Linked DNA regions of Sus scrofa: regions 2 and 3 are each linked to region 1. The links are chromatin contacts, called in public HiChIP or PLAC-seq and promoter capture Hi-C maps. All regions are on one chromosome and are shown on one strand. Each heading gives the region's core, a stretch centred on a gene start, on an enhancer-like site or on the middle of the called end of the contact. The rest is flanking DNA. Distances are from core to core; before and after follow the strand shown.

Region 1 (4,455 bases), core at 624-3,123:
TCACAGAGCCAGCAGGTAGAAAAAGCCAGCCTGTGGGCCACGCAGTCTACAGAGCATGGGGCGTGTGACGCTGTGATACAGCCTCCAGAGGGAACGGACCTGGCCTCCAGTGAATGCCCCCAAGGAGCGCTGATCCTGGCAACTCCAGGCTCTCGCACACCGAGTGAGGACTGCCAGTGGCACACTCCAGCCCCAAGGGGGAGTCCAGATATTTCCACCCTCAGGGAGGAGAATTCTAAGATGGTCAAGAGTAGGACTCACCAAGGAGCAAGGTGCCAAGTGGTGACCGACTGGTCAGACAGGCCCAAAAGGTTTAGCCCGGCACATGGGAGAAATGGTTTCTAGGAGTTTTCTCTTTGGCCCTTCTCTCTGGATTGGACTGTGTGGGTTCTTAGAACTGGTTCCCCAAGACAGGAACCAGAACCCTCTGGAGACCCAGAAAGAACACCACATAGCAGGAAGAACCCCAGAGACCCATCTCTGGTCTTCGCTGAAGGCTAGCTTCAGAGCATTCACTCATCCATTCAGAGGCGGGCCTGCAGCCTGCCCCAGAGTTTGGCAAGTGTCGGGGGAAAGAGCTCAGGAGTGTATCGTCATGGCCCAACCCCTATCCCAAGAGCCCAGTGGCAATCCTCTCCCTACCCCACGCAGCACTCTACTCTGACCATCCCAAGCACACAAGCTGCATCAGCCACAATCACACACTCCCTCTTTCCCTAATCCTTGCCTCGTCCCCCAAGTGCCAAGCGGAGGTGACTGTATATCAGACGATCTAGGAGAGCCTGGCACATAAGCCATCCCAGCAACAACGCTGAAGGAGCAATGCCACACCTCAGCAAAGGGCCATTCTGTAACCACAAAGTCACACATCCAAAGGGCTCACAGCTTCCAGAGTCGTAGAGTGAGTCAGTGGTGAGGGAATAATCTTTTAAAGAGGACAGTCCAGGCGCCAGGAGTGAGTGCTAAGGACACCTGGCAGGGAAATGGTCAATACTGACCAGCCAGAGGTGATCCGCCCCCATGTCAGGCATGTACTAAAACCAGCCCCAACATCAGGGAAGTCACCAAATCTATTCACTGATACGGGGTATGTAACACCAACCCCGAGTGATTTTATCTTGAGGATCACAACGGGACCCTATTTCTATGTGTATCACTAGGGAATGATGACATTTTTCTTCACAGTTTTTGCTAGTGCTAGTACAATTGCACGCACACCAGGGAAGCAGCAACATAACCAAGGCACAGGGTTTTTCTAATCAGGACACTGGGGTCAGAGTCTTGGCACAATCCTAAACTGAAGGCACGGAGCTAAGGGTGTGCACAGGACACAAACACTTTCCCAGAAGGGAAATGTGGAAAGAAAGATCATTACAATTAAAGTTTGCACTTTTCAGTGTAATAACAGCTAAACTAGTTTCGAAGGGTAAAAAACGTTGCCCACCCCCCCAAACCAGCCCAAATGCACTTAATATGTATCACCGAACATGTGCAAAGATTGCAGTAAATTGCTTCATGAACGCAAATTATTGCAATCAGCATCTTGTTTTCTAGTTCTAAATTCAAAGGCAAACTATTAACACAAGACTGCTAACTCTTGCTATTATCACACTTGCTATTATCACACATCCTCCTTCTAACAAAACCACATTTCCAGATGGACTGCCAAAATTAGTCAAGTGACTCCTAAGAAAGACTACCAAGACTGACATGCCAGAAATTCATTTAGAAATGAATGCTTTATTTAAATCAAGGAAACAGACACCCAAACACACCTTTCCTAAGGAAATACAAGTCACTTTATTTACAATTCAACTTGAATTGCAGCTCAGGGAGGCCATTCTCAGGAACAGTGGGACAGCTGGGCTGTCACCCTGGCAGCATACTGACTAGTCCTCAGAGTCCTGAGTGTGATGTGGGCTGGGCCAGATGGGGGGACCCTGATAATAAATTCAGCAAAATATTTCAACTCCACAAAATACAGTATGAGGGAGGCAGGAATTCGGGCCAGAGGGCAAGCAGCTCTGTGACAGAACTGGTTAGAAGAACCAGTTTCAGCCTGCTGTGTTTACTCTGTATTTCAGATTAGATTACTGCAGTGCATTCTATTATCCACTATCCACTCCTGAATCACCAGAGTTGTTGGGCTTCATCAGGGTCCTTGGCCACAACTAGCTGCTTTGTTTCAATCTGGAAAACTCAAGGCAGCAATTTTCTTCTTATGTCTAAGAGGGTCATGGGCTCAAAACCAAGGTGAGCTCTGGGACAAGAAAAGGAATCAGACTCTCTGTGACAAAAAAAAGCACAGCCTGAATGGAGACGCTCTAAGAATCCCTATGCCTCAGGAGAAACAGTGGCCACAGAAGTCCTTTCCAGAAGGAAAAATAAAGTTCTTATATCTGGCAGCACCCAGAACACACACAACACTTAGGAGACAGAAAAGCTACTTACCATTGGCCGGCTTTAAAAGAAAAATCTTTATCAGCAACAAGCAAGCGGAGCCTCTTCACAGATGGGGACTCATGGGCCACTCCACACACCTTAGCCACTGACACCACCTAGAGCCAAAGACGGTGGCTGAGGTTAGGTACACACAACTCAGGAACAAACTGTGGCTTTCTTATAACTAAGGTTTTTTTTTTTCTTTTGAAATCTACAAAGATGTGGTTTTTGATAATTGCAAAACAAGGTAAAGCACACTTTGCTTTAGAATTCTGCCTTCCACCAGGTGAACAAATTTCATTTAGGGGAGACTTGCTAGCCCACTGACTGAATTTTATTCTGCATAAAACATTTCCATGTCCTGGGCTGGGCCCTCTGGGAAGAACCAGGGCCCCAGAGACCTGTAAAGTCCCTGCCTGGAGCCCACCTGCTCTGTCAATGCTGTGCACGCAAATAAGAAAAGCTGATGTATGTTCTGAGCTTTGCCACAAGTCTTTGACAAGCTGAATTCAGAAATTAACTTTTTTTTTTTTTTTTTTTAGCAATTTCACAGTGTAACTTGTATGCCTGTTGACTCTAATGATAGACCACAAACTGGGTTTGTACTCCTTGTGCCTTTGTTTCTTTTCATTCATCCACTCATTTTGGCCATGCCTGTAGCATGCAAAGTTCCTGGGCCAGGATAAAATACACCCCACAGCAATGACCTGAGCCACAGCAGTGACAACACCAGATCCTTAACCACTAGGCCACCAGGGAACTACCATTTATTTTTTCTAATTCACTTTTTATTATATTCTACAAGATATAAACAGTCCACAAGCTTGAAAAAACAACAAAAACTGCCCATTGCTATAGATAGTTGGAGAAGCACTATTTTAAATGCTATGTCTGGTTTAAAAAAGGTCTGAGTCAGGAGTTCCCGTAGGGGCTCAGTGGTTAACGAATCTGACTAGGAACCATGAGATTGCAGGTTCGATCCCTGACCTTGCGGGTTAAGGATCTGGCTTTGCCGTAAGCTGTGGTGTAGGTTGCAGATGCAGCTCCGATCCCCTGTTGCTGCGGCTCTGGTGTAGGCCAGCGGCTACAGCTCCGATTAGCCCTAGCCTGGGAACTCCATATGCTGCAGAAGCGGCCCAAGAAATGGCAAAAAGACAAAAAAAAAAAAAAAAAAAAAAAAGGTCTGAGTCAAACACACTTCAGTTGCGTGCCATCACCCCTCAAATTTCAAATGCCTCTACTTCCCACTTTCTTTGTTTCTTCCGCCTTTGGGTTTCTCTTCCTCTCAAATCTGGGACTTCTTCACAATGAGGGAAAAAAGGTGGCAGAACTCTTCCCTCCACTTCCTACTGCCCTTCAGCTCCACTTTGGGCAGCAAATCAAACTGGCGGCTGGTGACCAAACACCACCCTTCCCCTCAGACGGTGTTACCTTCACAGGTCCACCAGGGGGAGCCCTGGAAATCTGTCAGGATTTCCCAGAACAAAGCTAGCTCATCCAGCCATTTTCCTCCAAGAGGACCAAATCTAGTCAAACTCTCAGTGGGAGACAACTCTTAAAACCCCACGAGAAAATTCTCCCGATGATGGTGGTCCCTTCACTACCTCAAAGTACTCTTAAAATGCTCTTTCTCTGTACTTTTGCCAGTCCTCTTTCCTCCCTGAAAGCACATGGGGTAACTTTCCACTCTTCAGCCTCTCTGCCTGTGCTCTGATCCTGGCCTGCCTGCCCTGCCTAAAGCACTGCTTTACCAGACCCACCCAGCCTTTTCTCCGCATCCACTTTTCCCCTCTCTAGACCTTCGGAGTCATCAGACTTGATGTCTAATGCCAACTGCTCCTCCTCAACAATTCGGCAGCAAAAACGAAGCAGTGTAAGACGGCTGTTAATAGCATGAGCGTTACAGCTAGACGGCCTGGTATGGATGCCCGGCTTCGCCACGCACCAGCTGTGTGACCCTAGGCACTCACGGGACCCTAGCCCACCTCAGTGAGGAGATGAGAATAACATCAC
Region 2 (4,455 bases), core at 817-3,316, 280 kb before region 1:
CCATTGTGTGGCTTCCTCTAGAGACCCAGCCTGTCTACAAGAAAAGACTCACACAAAACTCTATTAATTTTTCATTCCCCTGGCAAGAAGTGATAGCTCAACCTGCAGAGATCCACTCCTTGCTGTCAGTTGATGTTTAGGAGATCTATAAAAATGGCATGGTTGGCCTCGAAAATTCTTCTATCTGTGCCAGGGCTACATTCTCTACAGAGCCAAAGACAACACCTTTATTTTCCTCCAAACCTGGAGAAAAGGTTTGGAGACCATTACATATTAGGCACTGCCCATAAGCCACACTATGGTCTGTGCTTTATAATGTGGTTATGGTTGTTCCCATTTTAAAGATAGAGAGATGGAGTCTTAGAGAGAAGACACATGCTGTTTCCTCCATACTCAGCATCCTTCCTCTTTGTTTCTGGTTTTCTTTGAGGGACATGACTTCCCCAGTCCTGGTATGGGTTTGGGAGGAGGCTACCACCCATAGTAGTCTACTCTCTTCTAACCAATGCTATGCTCTTTCCAAAGAATCCCAATCTTGTTAAAGCACTGTACGGATGGAAGATGTTTGGGGTCCTCCTAAATTATCTGCTCCCATGATCCGCCCTTCTATCTTTTCAATGGCCTGATTCTTCTAAGCTTTTACTTACTTTCTGGCCTAAGTTGTCCAGAGTTGGGTTTTTTTGTTTTTTTGTTTTTTGTTTTGGAGCTTGCCTGCACTTGTTCCCATGTGAGTCCCTCAGTCTTTCTGCTGCTTCTCTTTGCTGCCTGTGGTTATGATTTTGTGCACTGGGTGTGTGATGCACATGAAAAGAGGGAAGGAGGTGGTGCATGCTGTGCCATCTGAGTGCACCTGCCCCTGTTCAAGGCCATGGATTTGTGTTTCTCAGCATACCTGTCCAATGTGACTTGAGGGTGACCAGAGGGTCTGGTGGTCTCCACGATCTGCAGCTGAAACTCCACGTGAGAATCCCTAGCTGTGGGACTATTTCTGCAAGTTCTCATTGAGTAGCACTAAGCTAGGGATTCATTTAACTCTTTTTTTTTCCTTTTTAGGGCCATTCCTGTGGCACATGGAACTTCCTGGACTAGAGGTCAAACTGGAGCTGCAGCTGCTTGCCTACACAGCAGACACAGACACAGCCATAGCATTGCAGGATACAAGCCACATCTGTGACCTATGCTGCAACTTGTGGCAATGCCAGACCCTTAACCCACTGAGCAAGACCAGGGATTGAACCCACATCCTCATGGATACTAGTTGGGGTCTTAACCTGCTGAGCCACAACAGAACTCCTAGGGCTTTAACTCTTGCATGATAAGGGGTATGCATTTAGTGCCTATCGATTATCTAATATTAGTATCGTGCCTTTAAATGAAATATTATTCCTCACAACAGCACATATATACATCTGAATAATAGGGGTCTAACCGTGTGGGAGACACGTAAAAGACTGAGTTCATGGACCGTGAAGGATGCAGATGGATTTGAGGATTTCCTGTACACATTCTGTACACCCCACCTCCCAAAGCCACATGGCCTACAGGTGGGGAAGCTGCATGATAATCAATGCAGTGTCTGTTATTACATCAGAAGGACTCATTCATCAGACAGCAGGGATCACAGAGAAGCAGCGCTTGTGTTACCCTGCTAGGCAGACCTGTAGGGATATGGGTTCTATAGGCACCTCTGAGAGGGTGTTGGACTTAGAGGATGGCTTTAAAGACAAATATTGCTGCCTTATGTTTTGTGTGAGTGGGGGGGGGGTTCCTTGAGCAACTATATGAGAACAAACAGTGGAAACATAGCAAGTACAAGTCATGATTTTGGGAACATTAATTTCTTACTAAAACTGCCTTGTGCTTGAAAACTTGAGCCCACAGCTGGGGTTTGGCAACCAAACCCTGCATGTTTGGGTTCTGGTTGAGTCTAAGATGCAGTTGATTGTATGAGGGATTAGCTTTTGCAGGGGTTACGGGCCCCTCCCCGTAACCCCTGTGGGGAGAAAAGTGTTGCTTGTTGGGGATAAACCTCAGCTAAAGTTGAAGTCGGGACAGACCTGTAGGGGGAGCTCTCATGCCCCATTGCACATCATTCATCACTCCAAACAGGAAGGAATGTACTGCTAGGACTTCCATCAGGAAGATGCCTCTACTTACTATCCAGCAAGATAAATCTACCCTCTGCCCTAGGGTAGCCCAGCCAATCAGAGACTGTTCCCCCCCAACCAATGAGATGCCTCCATGCTTTGGACCCCCAGCAACTCCAATGGACTCTTTTGTTATCTCAATCCTGCCAACTCCCCCTTTTTCTCTATAAAAGACTTGGAGGATGGCTTTAAAGACAAATCTTGGTTCTCTGGATTTGCCTGTGGTCCACCATTATTTCACACATCCTGAATTGCAATTCCTCTGGCTATTCCTGAATAAACTCGCTTTTGCTGGTAACATAGCTGGTTATTATATTATTTAAGATGACAGCCCCAAAATGAAAGGGAGACACGGAAAAAGGAATAATTATGCTACGACTCCAGGTCAGCCCCAGGGACTAATAATGAGAGCCAGCCTCTACTGATCACTTAGTCAGTGGCAGGCACAGTGTATTCCTTCGCTTTGTCCTCCTAACAACTCTGTACTGTCATATCCGTCACAGAAGAATCTGAGGTTTGAGATGTTAAATAAATTTTTCAGAGTCTCATACCCAGGTCTGTTGCTCTTGAAGACCTGGCCTCACTCCCACAGTGAGTGGAAGCCTCTTCAGGACTAACCTTTAAGGAAAGTGTGGCCTGCAGCTCATATTTGTGGGCACATGGCCTGGCTCCAATGAGTGAAACCCAAAGAGGATATTTTCAGCACCTCCATGGTATCAGCTTTGGGAGCCAGGGAATCAGTCAACCTCAAGAGTGAGGCATCTGTTCTCAAGGAACCAGAATGTACGTACCCCAGTTGTGTAAACTTGAGTCTCAGTCTCTTCTGTAAAATGGGGATGACAATAACTCCTCTATCAGGATTAGATTCATCTAGAATGACTAATCGTAGCTTAAACAAGGAAAGTGTATTTTCCTCTCATATAAACAAACTCTGGAGATGTACCATCCAGAAGTCATTTGGTGGCGCGATTGTCATCAAATATCCAGGCTTTGTGTATTTGTTCTGCCATTCTCACTGCATTTCTTTCACCTCAAAGTCCTAATAGCTATTCGAGCTCCAGCCATTACATCTGCTTCCATTCATCAGGAAGGAAGAAGGGGCAGAGGAGAGGGCACCTTTCTTTATGGTCGCTCTCTTCCTGGAAGTGCACATGCCTCTTCTGTTTACATCTCTGGATCAGAACTCAGCAAATGCCAAACCTAGCTGCAAAGGAAGCCGAGTTTTCCTTCTGTGAAGTCACTTGTCCAGCTAAGAAGCTAGAGTTCCATTACTAAGAAAGCTGGGGAGAATGGATATTGAGGTTGCTTGGAAGATGAAATGAGTTAAATGTTGGTAAGCTATCCAGCAAAGGATCTTCCTGGCACTTAGGATATACCAGACAAACACCAGTCATAAATCTTTCCTTCCTTCCTTTATAGGTTTCCTATAAAATATTCTTGCAAAACAGTCCAATTTGCTTTTATACATGAACAAAAAGCTGATCAAACCCTTACTTTTTGGAGCTCTTACTCTTTTCTAATTTATGTAATTCTGGTACAACAAAGTTTTTTTTTAATGCAAAAAACTTTTTAAGTTCCTTGCTGTTTCTGAAGATTTATTAAAAGGGATGCTCTTACTTTCTAATGCTGTAATCCTTGACTCTCTATTTTCCCTTATTATAATTAAGGCCCATAACAGAAGTCAAACATGGTATTATATATAAAATAGGTAACTAACAAGGACCTTCTGTATAGCACAGGGAACTATACTCAAGATCTTTTTTTTTAAAATGATTTTTAGTTTTTCCATTTTAGTTGGTTTACAGTGTTCTGTCAATTTTCTACTGTAAACAGCAAAGTGACCCAGTCTCACACACACACAAGTATACATTCTTCATATGTCACACATACACACATATATATATTTTTTTCTCACGTTATCTTTCATCATGTTCCATCATAAGTGACTAGATATAGTTCCATCTGTTATACGGCAGGATTTCATTGTTTATCCACTCTAAATGCAGTAGTTTGCATCTATTAACCCCAGATTCCTAGTCCATCCCACTCCCTCCCCCTCTACCTCCCCCTTGGCAACCACAAGTCTGTTCTCCAAGTCCATGAGTTTCTTTTCTGTGGAAAGGTTCATTTGTGCCATATATTAGGTTCCAGATATAAGTGACATCATATGATATTTGTCTTTCTCTTTCTTACTTCATTTAGTATGAGAGTCTCTAGTTCCATCCATGTTGCCGCAAATGGCATTATTTTGTTCCTTTTTATGGCTGAGTAGTATTCCATTGTGTGTGTGTGTGTGTGTGTGTATACA
Region 3 (4,455 bases), core at 946-3,445, 260 kb before region 1:
CATTCTAACAGATGACATTGTGAGGTTGCCAAGGTAACCAGGATATAGTTCCAGCATCTTTGGGGTTGATGCTGGGTAGGCAAGGTCAGTTAGAGGTGAGGTCCAGGTGCCCAGGGTGTATCCCCTGGCTGGCCGGTCCATGGCAGTCAAGTGGAAAAATGAAGGTTGACCTCTACAAAACACAAATGAACCCACCCTTGTCTCTTCATTGGCTATTCCAGGTGAAGGAGAATCAGAATACTCCAGATAGTGTGTAGGTTACACAGAGCCAGTAAAGATCTGGATAAGATTGATTCACCCATTCATTCCATATATGTCTACATATGTTTACTAAACACCTACTATGTACCAGGTAGGAGGCATCAGATTATCTAGAGGGAAAGGTTGGCAGGTCTAGAAAACTCTTAAAAAAAAAAAAAAAAAATGCAGATCCAAGCAGGAAAGAAAGACATTTATGACATTTACACACCGTTAGTACTCAGGAAAGTGTTGCGTGGAAAAAAATGAAAACAATCAGAATAACTTATTAACCCCAAGGACCTGGTGTTAAAAAAAAAAATGATGTGCAAAAATTGCATTGCTTAAAAGAAATCAACCTCCTCCCCCAAACACACCAAGTTATGCTGCATCCCTCCCCTGCTTCTCTTTATCTTCTTTTAAATACTCTGTGTTTACTTTTGAACTTCTGGGTAAAACCTTTAAATGTTATTTCCTTTCTCCCATGTAAGGATCAGAAAGAGTTCAGATGGGCCCTGCCTTGCAATGACTCAAGAACTTGGGCATATGAATAACAAACATTCCTTCTTTTGGCCTCCTAAGTGGGTGTTCAAAACCACCACTGGGCACCACTGGACACTTGTACAACTTATCCACATATAATATTGTCTGAATCTGAACTTGGTCTGTCATCTGATCTTGTTTTCTCCTAGATGGTAAAGCCAAGCAGGGGAGAGAGTGAGAGAGACTAGAGGGGCTGGTGGTGAGCGATACCAGCAGGCAGCGAAGTGGGAATGGAAAGGGGCAAAAACCAGAAACAAAATGGCAGTGGAGGAGGGGGAAGGCACACAGAATTGGGATGGCTACAGAGAAGGCAAACTAGGAAGAAAATATCTCAGAAGCTGTGGTTAGAGGAAGTCCTGAAAACGAAATAGTGCTTCTTTACCCCTGGGGAGTGTTATTAGTATCAGAATGACATCATTAAAGCACCGTTGGGGCCTCCATCCTGTGGGCTCCAATGCCTAAGGGCCCCTCTTTGCCCAACCAGAAAATGTAGATAATCAGATTATGTCCCCTGTCTTGTTTCAGTCTCCTTATAATAATATTAATAACAATAATAACAAGGATAAGAGCTACGTTATAGGGTGCTTTCCTAAACACTTTACACATAGAACCCATGAGAAAGTGCTATTTAAGAAAGGAAGAAACAGGCCCAGAGCAGTTAAGTCACTTGCCCAAGTCACACAAAGTAAATATGGATGGAGGCCAGCAGGCCCAACCAGATGATTTGGCTCTAGGGCTCCCGCTATTAACCCTTACACTGTAATTTTACTTTGTCTAAAAAGCTCCAAGAAGAAAGATTTCTATAATGGGCTCACTGCCTCACATCTTTGATTCACTAACGTGGGCCTGGCCTGGCGTTTTTATTTATTTAATTGCCTCCTCAGGCAGCCTCAAGTTGCAGGCTAAGACGGTTCCCCAGATCTTCTCAAAACTTCTGGGCACCTGAAGTAACTGGGCTAGGGTGTGGCACGGGGGACAGTGGCATGATCCCACTCCCTAAGCACAATCTCTTAAGAAATAACGCATATGCCTGGGGATGGGCCCACCTGTGGCATGAGGAGGAACGGTCCTCTCTTCTCTGTGGTCCTCCCAGCCCCCAAACGAGCACCTTCGGTGGCAGTCGCCCTCCAGTATCCAGCTCCAAATTTGAGGGTTCCCAGCCCCACGCGCGTTCTTGACGCACGCAACCTAGGTTAAAACGGGTTGGGACGGTGGGCGGGTGAACCTCTGACCTCTGCGAGGAGGGGCAACTAGGGTCGCCGGCAGCGGGGAGCGCACAGGTTGCGGGCTGCGTGGAGGCGACGGAGCGGCGAGTGGAGGGGGCGCGGGGCCCGCTCGTCGCTCCCGCGGCTGCTGTTAGGGGCCGCGCGGCTCCCCAGAAGATGCGGCGCAGCATATTTTGCACATGAGTTCAGAGGAAGAGGAAGTGTAGCCGGCGGACGCGCGGCGGCGACGGGGGCGCGTCGGGGCTGGAGCCGGAGCGCGCCGGGCTCAGGGCGCAGCGAGCGGGAGCGCGGCGGCCGCGGGCTCCGCGGAGGGACGGGCGCACAGATCGCAGGAGGGACAGACCCAAGAGCACGCCTCGCAGCCGGCCACGTTCCCACCCCCTGGCGCCCACGCCTTCTCCGCACCGCCTCCTCTATATGGCACAAACTTTCCTCCCGGGACGGAACACGCTGTCTTCGGGAGCCCGCGCCCGCGCCTTCTTCTCGCCTGGTCCAGAACGGTAGGTGGACGCCTGCCGAACTCGGGGTGGAGGAAGGACCCGGCGGACGGGGCGAGGGGGGAGCCGGTGGGCGCCTCCTTGGAGGTTGCCCGGGCTGGGCATGCTTCTCGGGCGTCGGGGCTGCCACCCCTGTTCCCCGCACCTTTGGCCGGGATTGGATGGGGTCGGGCCGGATCCGTGGGACGCGGCGGTATTGGGCCAACTTTTTTTGGGTGGGGGGGGGCGCGGAATCCTCCCTGGCGCGCTATGGAGAGAGGCACCCCAGAGCAGTCTGTTGAGGGCCGTGGGCTCCGCATGCTCGGGGCGCCGAGGAAGGAAGCCGAGGGGGCTACAGGTGGGTCTAGGACACTGCTGCACGAGGTCCTCGGCAAAGATCAGGCGGGAGCTGGCCGCGGAGTCCGGGTTGCTGAGGGCGCGAGGCCGGGGTGGGCTGGGGCGGGGCGGGGCGGAGACGGCTCCTGCTGCCGTTGTGCGTGCGCCCTGGGAGGTGCGTTTGTTCCCGGTTCCCCGGACAGGGGTGCTGGACCGGCGGGAGCAGACGTGCCGCGCGTTTAGAGGAAGCGCCAGGGCCACGGGAGGCTCAGAGACTTGGGGCGCAGGGTGTGTGTGGGTCCCAGCACTAAAAACGGGCATCTCTCCTTCTGTGAGAGGGTTTCTTCTCTCGTCCTCACCTATTTCCTAGGCTAAGGGAAGCCAGCGTGGACCTGGGTCAGGGAGGGGTGGTGGTGGCGTTTATTTCAGGAAGCCCCGTGATCAGGCATGCACACCCCCTTCCTGGGTCAGGGCTCATGCCCTTCACCTGGTGTGGCGCTGTCTTTGGCAATGAGAACGGCTTGGAGGCCAAGGTGCTGTACCCAGGCATGCTGCTGCCTCCCTGTTGCTTGCACTTGGCTGCCCAATGTGCTAGTGGGTGGTCCCCAGGGACGCTGGATGGTGTCAGCGAGTTTGTTAGGGGCTTTAAAAACAAACAAAAAGTATTAAAAAAAAAAAAAAAAAGTCTGGCACCAATCCCTATATTTGAGTGGCTGCCCTGTTTCCAGCAACAGTCCCTTGTTGTAATTGGTACAGCTGTTTTCAGATGCTGGGCGCAGTCAGGCGAGGCTTCTTCCAGCCCCTGCCATCGTGTGTCATCTCAGGATAAGTGAGGCCCTGCCAGGAAGGAAGGCAGGCGTAATGTGAGCAACCTTTAGGTCTGTGGGTAGGGCTTGCTCTGCACTCCACATGTCCCTGGTCTGGAATTCCCAATTTGTACCTCTGAACAGCTGAATTCCCTACCAAGTTCAAATGACCCCAGATGTCACCAGGCTCCACAGGGGGGTTTAGCGACAAGCTGTTTGGGGCTCTTTGGTGCGTGTGTTCTAACCTCAGTGAAATCACTTTAACCTCAGAGGGAGCTCTGCATCCTCTTTTGCCTTCAGTGGGGTTTCTGGCCTGAGAGCTGGGACGTCATCCTCTGGCTGCGTTTGTATAACAAGTTGCTGGGTTGGTTTTTCTTTGTTTGTCTTTTGGCTACATGGATGTGGTGCACATGGAAGTGGGCTCTTGTGCAGTAGCTGATAGATTTGGTGCAGGAACTGAAAGAGAATAAATTGGGAATACAAGTCAGTGAGTTCTTTTTCTCCCTCTTGAGCAGGAATTTTTGGCTTGCATTCAAATCATTGCTTTGTCTATAGGGAAACAGGCAGAAAATCTTTGGCATGAGTGATGTAAGTTCCTGTAAAGCTACTTGTATTCTTCCAGTCTTAACTTTTTAACAGAATTGAAATTATGTGGGCTCATGACTTGGTAGTCATGAATGTCTTGCTAAATTTCTAAGGAGGTGGGCTAGGGAGTGGGCGCTGTGACTCTTTCCCCCACCCATCTTGTTTTAAAAAATATAGATAAAGTTGCAAGAACAATGACCACCCAAATACCAGTATCTAGCTAATTTTACAATATTGGCTTTATTA

What was found. Promoter capture Hi-C pulls out the DNA fragments that hold promoters and counts their contacts. HiChIP or PLAC-seq counts read pairs in DNA pulled down with a chosen protein or histone mark.
Region 2: an H3K27ac HiChIP or PLAC-seq map of alveolar macrophages shows a contact between it and region 1. The contact joins two enhancer-like sites. A contact is called at or near these places in 6 of 47 Hi-C or Micro-C datasets (adipocytes, blood, embryonic fibroblasts and 2 more) and 2 of 2 datasets of contacts at active chromatin or transcription factors (alveolar macrophages and skeletal muscle).
Region 3: a contact with region 1 is called in a promoter capture Hi-C map of fetal liver, with 5 times the contacts expected there. The contact joins the promoter of RFTN1 here to the enhancer-like site in region 1. A contact is called at or near these places in 4 of 5 promoter capture datasets (fetal liver, fetal skeletal muscle and liver), 8 of 47 Hi-C or Micro-C datasets (brain, embryonic fibroblasts, epiblast stem cells and 5 more) and 2 of 2 datasets of contacts at active chromatin or transcription factors (alveolar macrophages and skeletal muscle).

What each region holds. Positions count from the first base shown.
Region 1 is chr13:3,415,544-3,419,998 of Sscrofa11.1, reverse strand. It overlaps OXNAD1 (oxidoreductase NAD-binding domain-containing protein 1), which reads right to left. Exons shown (of 8, transcript XM_001925300.5): 4 at 2,452-2,558. Among named protein-coding and RNA genes, the nearest start is that of OXNAD1, 22 kb to the right of the region's middle. Within about 2 kb of position 1,873, at least 21 of the 83 cell types and tissues checked have an H3K27ac peak or open chromatin away from gene starts, as enhancers often do. A contact at or near this core is called in alveolar macrophages, fetal liver and retroperitoneal adipose tissue, where this site is marked.
Region 2 is chr13:3,700,597-3,705,051 of Sscrofa11.1, reverse strand. No RefSeq gene overlaps it. Among named protein-coding and RNA genes, the nearest start is that of RFTN1, 28 kb to the right of the region's middle. Within about 2 kb of position 2,066, at least 1 of the 83 cell types and tissues checked has an H3K27ac peak or open chromatin away from gene starts, as enhancers often do. A contact at or near this core is called in alveolar macrophages, where this site is marked.
Region 3 is chr13:3,672,812-3,677,266 of Sscrofa11.1, reverse strand. It overlaps RFTN1 (raftlin), which reads left to right and starts at 2,195. Exons shown (of 10, transcript XM_021071357.1): 1 at 2,195-2,506.